Regions from separate parts of the Gossypium raimondii genome. Here region 2 is linked to region 1. Evidence: chromatin contacts called from public Hi-C data. All regions are on one chromosome and are shown on one strand. The core of a region is the stretch at or near the end of the contact, and the rest is flanking DNA. Distances in the headings are between cores, read along the strand shown. Region 1 overlaps LOC105783717 (inorganic pyrophosphatase TTM2). Region 2 holds the start of LOC105783505 (ceramide synthase 1 LOH3).

Region 1 (5,114 bases), core at 1,913-4,412:
TATTGTTGTAGGACATTGGAGGTATAACCATATGATTTTTGAGAAAGTATGTATGTGCTCTTAGCAGATATTAATTATAACAATTAAAATTTTGGGCACCGCACGTCTTCAACATTTGCATGCCGGTCAATAGATCTTCCCAATTACCTGGTTCTAACAACCATGTAGCTGTATTGGAAATATCTTGATGAAGTTATCTAACAAAGAAAGAATAATGGAACACTCCTGTCTTGTTAGTTTTTTCCTTTAAATGTTGGATTGAGGTTCTTTCTTTGTTTTCTTATATCATCAGTTTTCTTTGTTCCATATATTTAACATTCTCCATAGTTTTATGTTTGTTAAGACACTGTACCTACCCACAAAAGTCTGATTTGGTAGTTATCATTTTTCAGGAATGGGTAACGGATATTCCATTTGTTATTTCTCCAAGAATTACATTTGAAGTCAGTGTGCGCCTTCTTGGTGGGCTAATGGCCTTGGGTTATACAATAGCAACCATCCTCAAAAGAAACAGCCATGTCTTCTCTGATGATAAAGTTTGTGTTAAAATTGATTGGCTAGAGCAGCTAAATCGTCAATACTTTCAGGTACTTCTGAGAATCTGAAATCTTTTGAGTACTAGAATGCAATATTTTTAATGTACTTTCAGAATCCTTCTCTTTCCCCCCTTGGAAGTCTTTCTTCATTTGGTCACTTGAATTATGTTGTAACAACATTGTTTTAATCATGAGTTTCTTAATGAGAATTTGACTTCCATGATGATTTATCTAATTGCCAATATCTTTTGGAAGGTTTAAAAATTGGTGTATCCATTAATATGTTTCACAACATAAATGCTTGATAAGTGCCATTTGCCACTTTTGGAGATGACCTAATTGGCATTTTAAGTTCCTCAGTTAATGATGTGGGAAATTTGATGCTTTATATTTCATTTAAAACTTTAGGCATAATTTTTTCTTCATAATAATGTGGTAATATGTTATCTTTAAGCTAAAACTAGACCATCTGTTTGTAGACTGTTTAAGGCCGGTATTGATCATTGTGATTTGACATTCTTAAATAGGTGCAAGGAAGGGACCGGTCAGTTGTAAAATGTGTTGCAGAGAAGCTTGGTTTGGAAGGTTCATATATTTCACGTACCTATATTGAACAAATTCAATTGGAAAAGCTTGTAAATGAGGTTATGGTATGAAAACTCTCTATCTGGTAATGTCTTTTTCAATTTTAGTAGGCTAGTTGCTCTTATCTAATTATTGGACAGGCCCTGCCAGAGGATTTGAAGACAAAGCTCAGCCTAGATGAGGATCTGGTGTCAAGCCCCAAAGATGCACTCTTGCGGGCCTCTGTGGATAGGGTTGCCTTGAGAAATAGGCATCTCAAAAGGTACAAACATGTGATACATATCTTTCTGCTGCATAAGAATGCTGTTAAATGGCCTATATGAGTGGATTTAATTAAATAGAGTTGATGTTTGCTAATAAAAACAGTGGCATTTCACATTCATATTCTACTCAAAGGGAGAAGAATATGTCGAACTTTGCTGGATATAATGTGAACAACCGGCGGTTTGGTGAGAGAAATTCAGAGTCGGCTCTAGCAAATGAGGTTTGTATGTAGCTCTTTTAGCTTTGTACATGATCTTAAACTAATTTCTTGGTGAAATGCTTTGGCAACTAAAGTCTCCTGTATTATTCTTCTTCCCTATTTAGGGAGTCATAACTCAGCTTTCAGAACAGATATCCTCTCTGAATGATAGAATGGATGAGTTTACGACCCGTATTGAAGAGTTGAATTCCAAGTTAACCATCAAGAGATATACTTCTAGCCAACAAAACTTGGCTTTCCAAGCTGAATCATGCAATGGCTCTGCTCCAACTTCTCACTTCATCAATGGTTTAGGAAATGGTTCCATAATGCCCAATTCCTCATCATCCTCCCAGCTGGCTAAGGATTCACCTATAATGGAAGAGGTACTGTAACTGGTCTATTTATGCCCTTTTATTTTCAAGGGGTCACAGGTTCCTGAATTATACTCGTTATGAGGTACTGTCCAGTTTGAGAGTTTGGGGACCATCTTTGTGATTTTATCTTTGAAGCAAAGTCATCTAATAGGGGATAGGATGACTTGCTTATAGAGGCCACAATACAATTATTTGCTATAAGATGTAAGATCGTTTTTTTTCCCCTCATCATACGTAAACTGGCTAGGTGTTCATAGTTCTGATGCAAGTAGCCTTATTCCTGCTGTGAAGTATATTTATTGATTTGAACTTACAGTTCTTTGTGTAAAATTTTTGAGCTGTTTATGAAGCAGATATCCAGTGTGGCACGCGGACAACGGCAAATCATGCATCAGTTAGACAACCTTAGTAATCTCCTGCGTGAGGGAATTGGAGAAAGGTCACAAGCAGCTAGTACAAGAAAGAAAAACATGATGGCTGGTGGTGAAGATTCTATAAAAGTTCCTGTAATATTAACATTGGCAATTGGCGGTCTGGGAATCTTCTTATATAGGGGCATTTTAACCCGACACTGATTCAGACCTCTGGAGTATTTTTGCACAAATTTAAGATTTTCTTTTGTCCCACCAAGTGTTCTCTTTTTACAGGGCACTAATCTTCTGCCTCGAGAAAGACAAGTTGAGACTGATATTTGAAAGAGTTAAGGGGCCCAAACAAAACAAAAGCAAATGCTTTTTAAGGTTTGCCTTTTGAGGGTTTTTTTCGGCAAAGGGGTGCTCATCTATGGCAATTTTTCATTTTTCCTTTTTCACTTTGTGGGAACTTCTCTTCCTCTCGTTTACTCCTTTGAGACATTCATTCTCTGGTTAAATTTAATAGCAGCAGCTAATAGTTCCACACTTCATTACTGACTTATAATTGTTTAATCTTTTATGAAACTGTTTTTACTCTTTTTTAAAGCTGAATTATCATTGATAATTACGAGTTGACAGCAAGAGCAACCTTGGTGAAGACCGAACTACATTCAGCAAAAGTCTCTCAATGGCCCAAGAGAGAACACCTCATAGTAGGGGACGATGCGTATGAATCCCTTTGCCAAAAACCCATTATCCAAAGGTCTGGTTTCTTTAAAGCCCGTTTTGGGCCGTTCGAAGTTGATCGAAATGATAGATCCTTGGTCAAAGTTCCCATGTGAAAATCATCCGGTACAGCTCTGAATATTCAATACTCATTAAATATAGTTAAACCACTACTAGAGGTGTGCATGGGCTGGGTTGGCCTGAAAAATGGGCTTAAAATTTTGTCCAAATCTGACCTGGATAAAAATATTAAAACTTAGGCTTGACCCGGCTCGTTCATATTAATTTTTATATAATTTAAAAATATATATAATACATCGGAATACTAAAAATATCAAAATAAATATTTTTCAACAAATTGAAAATAAATTTTAAAAAATATCTTTACTTAAATAACACTAAGATAGATATAACTTAACAAGCAAATGCCTCTAAAATAATAACAAAATTAATAAATGTCTTTAAAATAATAAAAAAATTAACAATAAAATAAGTTTTATACAATATTCAAACAATAACAACAAAATAGTAATAACATAATGATAAAACGGTAGCAAAATAAGGAGAAAATAATAAGAAAATAATATTAAAAAAATAGATTTTTTTGTCTTTTAGTAAATTCGGACGGGCCCTGGTAAAAAATGCTTTACCCAAGTCTTAGCTAGTTTTTTAAACGGGTCTTTTTTTTTTTTGTCTAAACTTATTTTTTGAGCCTATATTTTTACCTAAACCCTCTTGCATTTCGGGCGGGTCTTCGGGCCGAGTTGGGTGGCTCGACTCATGAACAGGTCTAACCATAACCCTGAACCTCATTAAGACATGGGAGGCTGTAGGTGAAGGCTTCCCCAAAGTCAAATTGACTAGTACATGTTTCATCCTCCTGGAACCCTTTTAGATATTACTCTTAGCTCGAAGCATTGGGTCATATTCCTCACAACTTGAAAAAACATATTCCTTTTTACCATATCTCAAACCACAGTGGTAAAAGAATTTGGGAAGCCTTTCACAACGATATCTCTTTTCTTCTATCCAAAGCATTTTTGGCGTTTTTGAATCACAACCCTACCTTCAAACCTTTATAAATCAACACCTTGACTTTGGGACTAAGAATTCCATTCCGAAGTCAAGTTCCCAGTGTATTATGTTATGGTATATTTGATTGCCGACTCGAAACTCGGGTTGTCAACCTGCGACTTGAGTTTAGACCCCACCAAGTGGATACGTTAACGGGTTTACGAGATGAGCTTGCGAGCCCAGTTTGCATGTCTCTATGTGTTCTCAAGCACAGGGTACAAAGCTAAATGAGTGAATTGGTGAACACCTAGACCAACGAACATGTGTTAAGTTTAGGAGAGCATACGTGTCGACATGTATGGAGTCTACCTAGAATGTCAATTCCATGAACAGTAACCATGCCATATAAATACCCGATTCTCCCTATTAAGAGGACACAATAAAAACACTCAATAATTTGGTGCAGTGAGCTTGGACAAATTTCCAACTAATAGATTTTCTTTTAGTTTGAAAAATCAGTATGGCTCACCCTAATGAGAATTCCCCCGTTAACTTTTTATTTAGATAGGCTGGAGTTTCGGGTTCAAGTGGTCAACCCATCGAGATAGATTTATTTGCTGGTTTGTTGACTAACCGAAAAACTTGGGTAACATGACCCACACGAGAGCTTCATACACACTTGACTTAAATTTTCCTTTTGGCTAGGGGTTACCATTTTTCTCTAGTCAAGAAGCGTCGCAGCAACAGTTCTTGGCTTTTCAAGAACAGATGAGGTTGATGAAGGATCAGATGGCCTGCAGAATGTGAGATTTGAGTAACAACAAGCTTTTCAATAGGGACTCTCGAAGCAAAATGAAGAGTTTAGGAGAAAGGTATAATCTGAAAACTCTAATTTTCATGATAATGTGGCCATACAGGAGGAAGGACCAACCATGGATGCATTGCGACAAGATGTGAGGGCTTTGCATCTTGAGTCTCAAGACATGAATTGACTTTTTTGTTCCAATAATCGTTTGGCTCCAGAGGTAGCAACAGTTGATTTACCAGCTGATTTCAAGGT
Region 2 (5,553 bases), core at 2,372-4,871, 130 kb before region 1:
TTTATAAAAACTTTTTTTAATCTCTTAGACTCAGCTTTTAACACGACAGTAATTGTATTTGTAACAACCCGTTGTCAATGAAATCAAAATAGTAGTTTCGGGACTACAAATTCGATGAGCAAATATTTATTTTATTATTATTTTAATATCTGTGGAATATTAGAAAGGTCGATAGAAATTTTGTTAAGAAATTTTGATGTTTGCTTGCTTAATTAAGTGAAAAGAACTAAATCGAAAAAGGTGCAAAAGTTGAGTTCTATAAGTTAAAGGTATCAATTAGCTATGAAATTTTAAAGTAAGGAGATTTATATGGTAATTAGACCATTATTATTAATGTGCAAATATGGGCATTAAATTGATGTTTTAATTAGTTTAAATTAAAGGTTAATTAAGTAATTTAATAAATAAGTATAGTAAAATAACATAAAATGAAAGTATCATCTTCTTAGTTGAATGCTTCCACCAAAATTACAGAGAAAAACCTCCATTGTTGCACCTTGAACATTTGGCTAGCTCCCTCATTGCATGTAAGTGTTATTTTGTCCCGTTTTTAATGATTTTTATGTTTTCGGGGTCGTTGTAGCTTAATCTAGCTAGCCTAGGGACTAGTTTGCAGAACTATTAAATATTTAGGGCTTTTCCATTAACATGTTTATGATTCTTGAAGTTTAATGAAAGAATTATGGGTCCTTATTGTTAAATAAACAAGTTTTGTAAAGGAATTTTTTATGAAATTGTTATTTAGGGACTTATTTATAAAAGTAGTAAAATTTCATGATAAAATTTTGAAATGCTAATTTCTATGGGTTGATATAGGTCCTTAGTGCATTCGGCTAGCATGAAATGTGGATGAAATTGCTTAAATTTTAATTTACGAGTTTAAGGATTAAATTGTAAAGAAGTTAAAATATTAGGGGCAAAAGTGTAATTTTGAAAAAGTATGAATTTTGGACTGAATTGAATAGTATAAGTATTAAATGGACTGAATTTTTTTATTTAGATCAAGATAAACCTTGTATGGATCTAGATCGAGGAAAAGGTAAAGCCTTGGATTAGTTGATCTCGTTTCTACGTCTTTATCATCGAGGTAAGTTTGTATGATTAAATGATGTTTTAATGTTATATTGATCTATATATTCATGTGTTATTTATCATGTAATTAAATGATGGAAATCCAACGATGTTATGACAATTATCGAGCCCCGTTTGAACATTAGGAATACGTAGGATACAAATGACATGTCATTAGGGTTACCATGTTTTGGGTGTTGGTCTTGAATGTCCTACCAATGGCTGAGGTCCTGCATCGTGTAGCTTACATTCCAACCTACAGCTTGTGTGAGTAGACCTATTTCATAGCTCGTGTGAGCAATGATGTAAAGGAAAGGTTATATGTTTAGCACACTTTGTGTGAGCTTCCCGCGTATCCGATGTTATTCTAAATGGTTCAACGAGAATGAAAAGAAAAGGAACGGTAAGTGTTCAAATGATTTATGTCATGAATCTATGAAAAGGATTGAAAAGGAAATGTTCAATGAAAGTATACCTATGTTCATGAAATTGATGATTTCAAATGATGTTGTTCATGTATAATGACTTACCTTATGTTAATTCAGGTGAATTATGAGTTGTTGCTTTAATATGTGTTGTTGATGATGCTTAGGCTTGCGCCAAGCTTATGGTTGAACTGTATCATGTTTAATTTTAAGGTTATGCATTGAAATGGTAAGATATGTTCATGTTTTACGAACTTACTAAGCATTATATGCTTACGTAGTTTTCTTTCCTATGTTTTATAGATAATCGAAAGCTCGATCGGTTTGGAAGCTCGTCGAAGATCAATCACACTATCCAATGATTATATCGGTAGTTTTTGATGTTTTGACCAAGTTTATAATGGCATGTATAGGTGGATTTATGCTTGATGTTAGTTGAATGTTAGTTAATAGTTTGGCATGTATATGTCATTTTGGTTGATGTACTTTTGGTGCTTTTGGTGCTTTTGATGCCTTGATGGTATGTGTTTATATGACTAAGTTTTAATGCATGTTTCAATGGCGAATATGGTATGTAATGGAATAGTTTTAATATAGTCAAGATAGGGTAAGTTTTGAAATGGTATTGGACTTGATGTGTATGTATGAAATGGGGTAATGTTTCCATGTTTAGGTAAGGTTTGTTTAAATGCATTTGAGGTGCCTTGTTGGCATATCGGTTGGATGAATTTATGGTCTATTGAATTGGTTATTTTATACATGTTTTGGTAAGGTTTTGAGGTTGTGCACAAAATGTCTTTAGGTACATGTTTGGGTTGGTGATGGAAATGGCTTGATTTTGGCCAATTTCATGTCCACACTGCCTAAGACACTGACGTGTGACTCAACTGTGTGTGACACATGATCATGCGACACAGCCGTGTGTCTCCTATAGGTTTTAAGGCATACAAGTCAGGCAATTACACGGCCTAGAACATGACCTGGCACACGGGCGTGTGGCTTGACTGTGTGGCCTATCTTTGAAAGTTACACGGGTTGGGACACAACCGTGTGTCCCTATTTTGATTGTTACACGGCCTGACACACGGGCGTGTGTCTCAGCAGTATGAGTCACACGGCCGCGTGACCTCTGCAATTCAAATTTTCTAACTTTTTCATGAACTTTCCTATTGATTTCAATTTAGTCCCTAATTATTTCTAAAGTGTTTTTAGGGCCTCGAAGGCTCGATTAAGGGACAATATGCATGTAGCTGAATGAATTATGCCATGCTTATGTTGAGGTACTAAATGTATGCTTTTAAGTTACGATTTTACGGTAATGCTCCGTAACCCTATTTCGACGACAGATACGGGTTATGGGTGTTACAATATTATATTGCAGGTATAAAAATTTGAATTTGATTTTATGTAATTTCATTCCCTTCTCCTAATTTTTAATAAAAAAAGTGGGAATAGAGTAACATAGTTTAAAATCCGTGTCAAAACACAAATATGTATAACATCTAATGTTGTTAATTAATTTCCGTAGTTACCCATTAATTGAACTTAAATCACGATTGAGTGCAAATCAAGGGAACCAAAAAGCGGGGTTTACTAGGCTTATCGGCAATTTCAAAGAAAGGGCAATATGGTGAACCAAAGTATGAGTGGCAATTTAGAGAATCTAACAAACGCAGGGGCCATTTATATGTAAAGTAATAAATTTATTCTTTTCGGTTCATTAATTTTCCCCCTCAGCTTTTGGCTTTTACGAAAGCATACTTTTCTTTAGTTTCATTAAAAAAATAATAATAACGGTTAAAATATTCTTCCAGTCCCTGTAATTTGATAATATTTTAAATTTATCTTTATATTAAAAATTAATTTTAAAAGTCTTAGCACAACCATTAAAATCATAAGTCAAAATTTGTGCACATGAGATGTTTATTAGGTTACCTTTTGTCATACGGTGTGTTATGCGGTAGACAAAAAAATGTTAAATTAAACATTTTGATAAAAATACTATTAGTTAATGAGTACAATATTATTTTAAATTAAAAAATATGACGTATAATTTTAACTTTTAAATATAATTTTACTAACTTATATAGGGACTGATATTATATTTTGACCAAATAAAAGCAAATTAAAAAGATAGAAACAGAGAAGCAGAGTACATTGTGACTCTGTGTGCATGTGATTCACAGTTCACAACCCTTTGTCTTGTTCTTTTTTCTGATTGTTTCCTGAGAAAATTTAGGAACAAAGATCGCGAAGGAAAATGGGTTTGATTCAGTTCATCAAATCAATCGATTGGGAACAAGAAGCTTACCCTGCTTATGAAGATTTCGTCGTACTTCCTATCTTTGCTCTGTTTTTCCCTTCTGTTCGTTTCTTTCTCGATAGATTCGTCTTTGAGGTACTTGGTTTTCATCTCTTTTATCCATCTTTATGATGTTTTGATTGGTTTTTTTAATTACTTTAAAAAAAGAAGATAAAAGTTTCTTAAATTTTGTTTCTTTTTGGTGTGTTTGATGTTTTTTCTTCTATATTTGCTGAATTGTTTTGATGGGTTGCTTTTGTTGTTCTAGGATGACCACTATAAGATTCATGCCACTTGTTGATGCTTTTTTTTTTGTTTGCAGCATGTGAATGGTATTAACATGTACTTTTATGCTGTACAAGAAGATTGATAGAGTCTTGGTGTAAATAATTCAGTTTGACTTTTGGAATTAGATCCTAGTTTAACCGTCTTTATCTATTTTTGGTTATTGGTATTTAAAATGAATAAAGTACAGAGTAGAAATGTACTTAAAAAAAGGAATTTGAGGGTTATTGCCTAGGTAAAGACTAAATACATTGGTATTGGATGGCTGTATGCTGTCTTTATTTAAGTTTCTCTTTGGGCTACACAATGGGGGATAGCTTTCCCTCTTTTCCCAAAACTCCACTGAAGACTACGACAGATCCCATTTGTGTTCGGATCCATGACTTTCAGATTCTTGCCCTGTGTCGAACCTGTTGGTCTTAATTAGTAGTACCATTGCGTTGTCTTACAAGCTAAAATTATGTTCTTGACAACTACTTATTTATTTCACTGACATTAGCTTGAGATATGGAAGTTTGGACTTACTAAGTGATGGTTGTAGTGTAGTTATGCTGTTCTTTTTTATTGTTGTCAAAATTGTAGTTTTTACTCCCTAAGACTTTCTTTCTGTTAACGATTCGAATCTTCTAAGGCACAAAGTTTTCTTTCTTTTTCTACATGTTTAGCTGGGCTACAACTAGAGAATTCTTATTTGGTGGCTTGTCAATAGGAGCTACTTCTGGCCTTTATTTCTACATAACACTGCTGGTCATGTTAGTCTAATGGATTTAGTCTTTCTGGTGTAGCTTGACTAATATAGAAATGAGTTTGGCTAACTAGATGGTTTTGCTTCTTTATCAGCTATATCTTAGCTTGATTCTTGCTCTGCTTAGTTTACTAAGATGTGTGATGGGTTTATTAGTTCCAGAAGACAGAAGAACTATAAATAAGTGGAAATGAGAATTTTTTGTCATAAGGCTCTTGACACTTGGAGATGAAACTGTTTGACTGCCATTCCCTATGTTGACTAAAATTTAGTTCTTTCTTTGTTTTCTTGTGACTGGCTTTCTGGAGGGCTTAAAGTAATAAATGTCATGCAATTGTTTAGACATACCACTTCTTATTGGTGAAGCTTCAGCTGAGGATTTTTTTACCATTTTCAGCTGAGTAGTTATGAATTGGTTACAAACAACTGTGGATTTTGTTAACTCTTCTACTAAAAGAAAAACTTAATTTCTTTACTCATGAACACATGTTTAAAATTAATAGGCAACTTCATCATGTTGGCTTGTGCAGTGAATTTGCTTTAAGATTATTTTCTATGCATGCAAGTGTTATCGGTGTTGATATACAGTATTTTTGCTAAGTTTTGAAACCTTCACCTTTATAGGGAGATGGTTTGTTTCAATTTACTTGCTAAATGACTTGAAATTAATTAAAGTAAGGCGGTCTTTATGTGCAGATAAAATATCTTAGTTGATAAGAATAAGC

The links. A called contact is a pair of places that touch in the nucleus more often than the background predicts.
Region 2: a Hi-C map of leaf shows a contact between it and region 1, with 2.5 times the contacts expected there. The contact joins the promoter of LOC105783505 here to the enhancer-like site in region 1. A contact is called at or near these places in 2 of 2 Hi-C or Micro-C datasets (both in leaf).

Annotation. Positions count from the first base shown.
Region 1 is chr13:18,943,504-18,948,617 of ASM2569854v1, reverse strand. It overlaps LOC105783717 (inorganic pyrophosphatase TTM2), which reads left to right. Exons shown (of 13, transcript XM_052626848.1): 8 at 393-587; 9 at 1,064-1,186; 10 at 1,262-1,383; 11 at 1,488-1,605; 12 at 1,710-1,970; 13 at 2,315-2,865. The coding sequence ends at 2,536. Among protein-coding and RNA genes, the nearest start is that of LOC105783717, 6.4 kb to the left of the region's middle. Within about 2 kb of position 3,162, the one cell type or tissue checked has open chromatin away from gene starts, as enhancers often do. A contact at or near this core is called in leaf, where this site is marked.
Region 2 is chr13:19,069,681-19,075,233 of ASM2569854v1, reverse strand. It overlaps LOC105783505 (ceramide synthase 1 LOH3), which reads left to right and starts at 3,621. Exons shown (of 7, transcript XM_012609007.2): 1 at 3,621-3,894. The coding sequence starts at 3,757.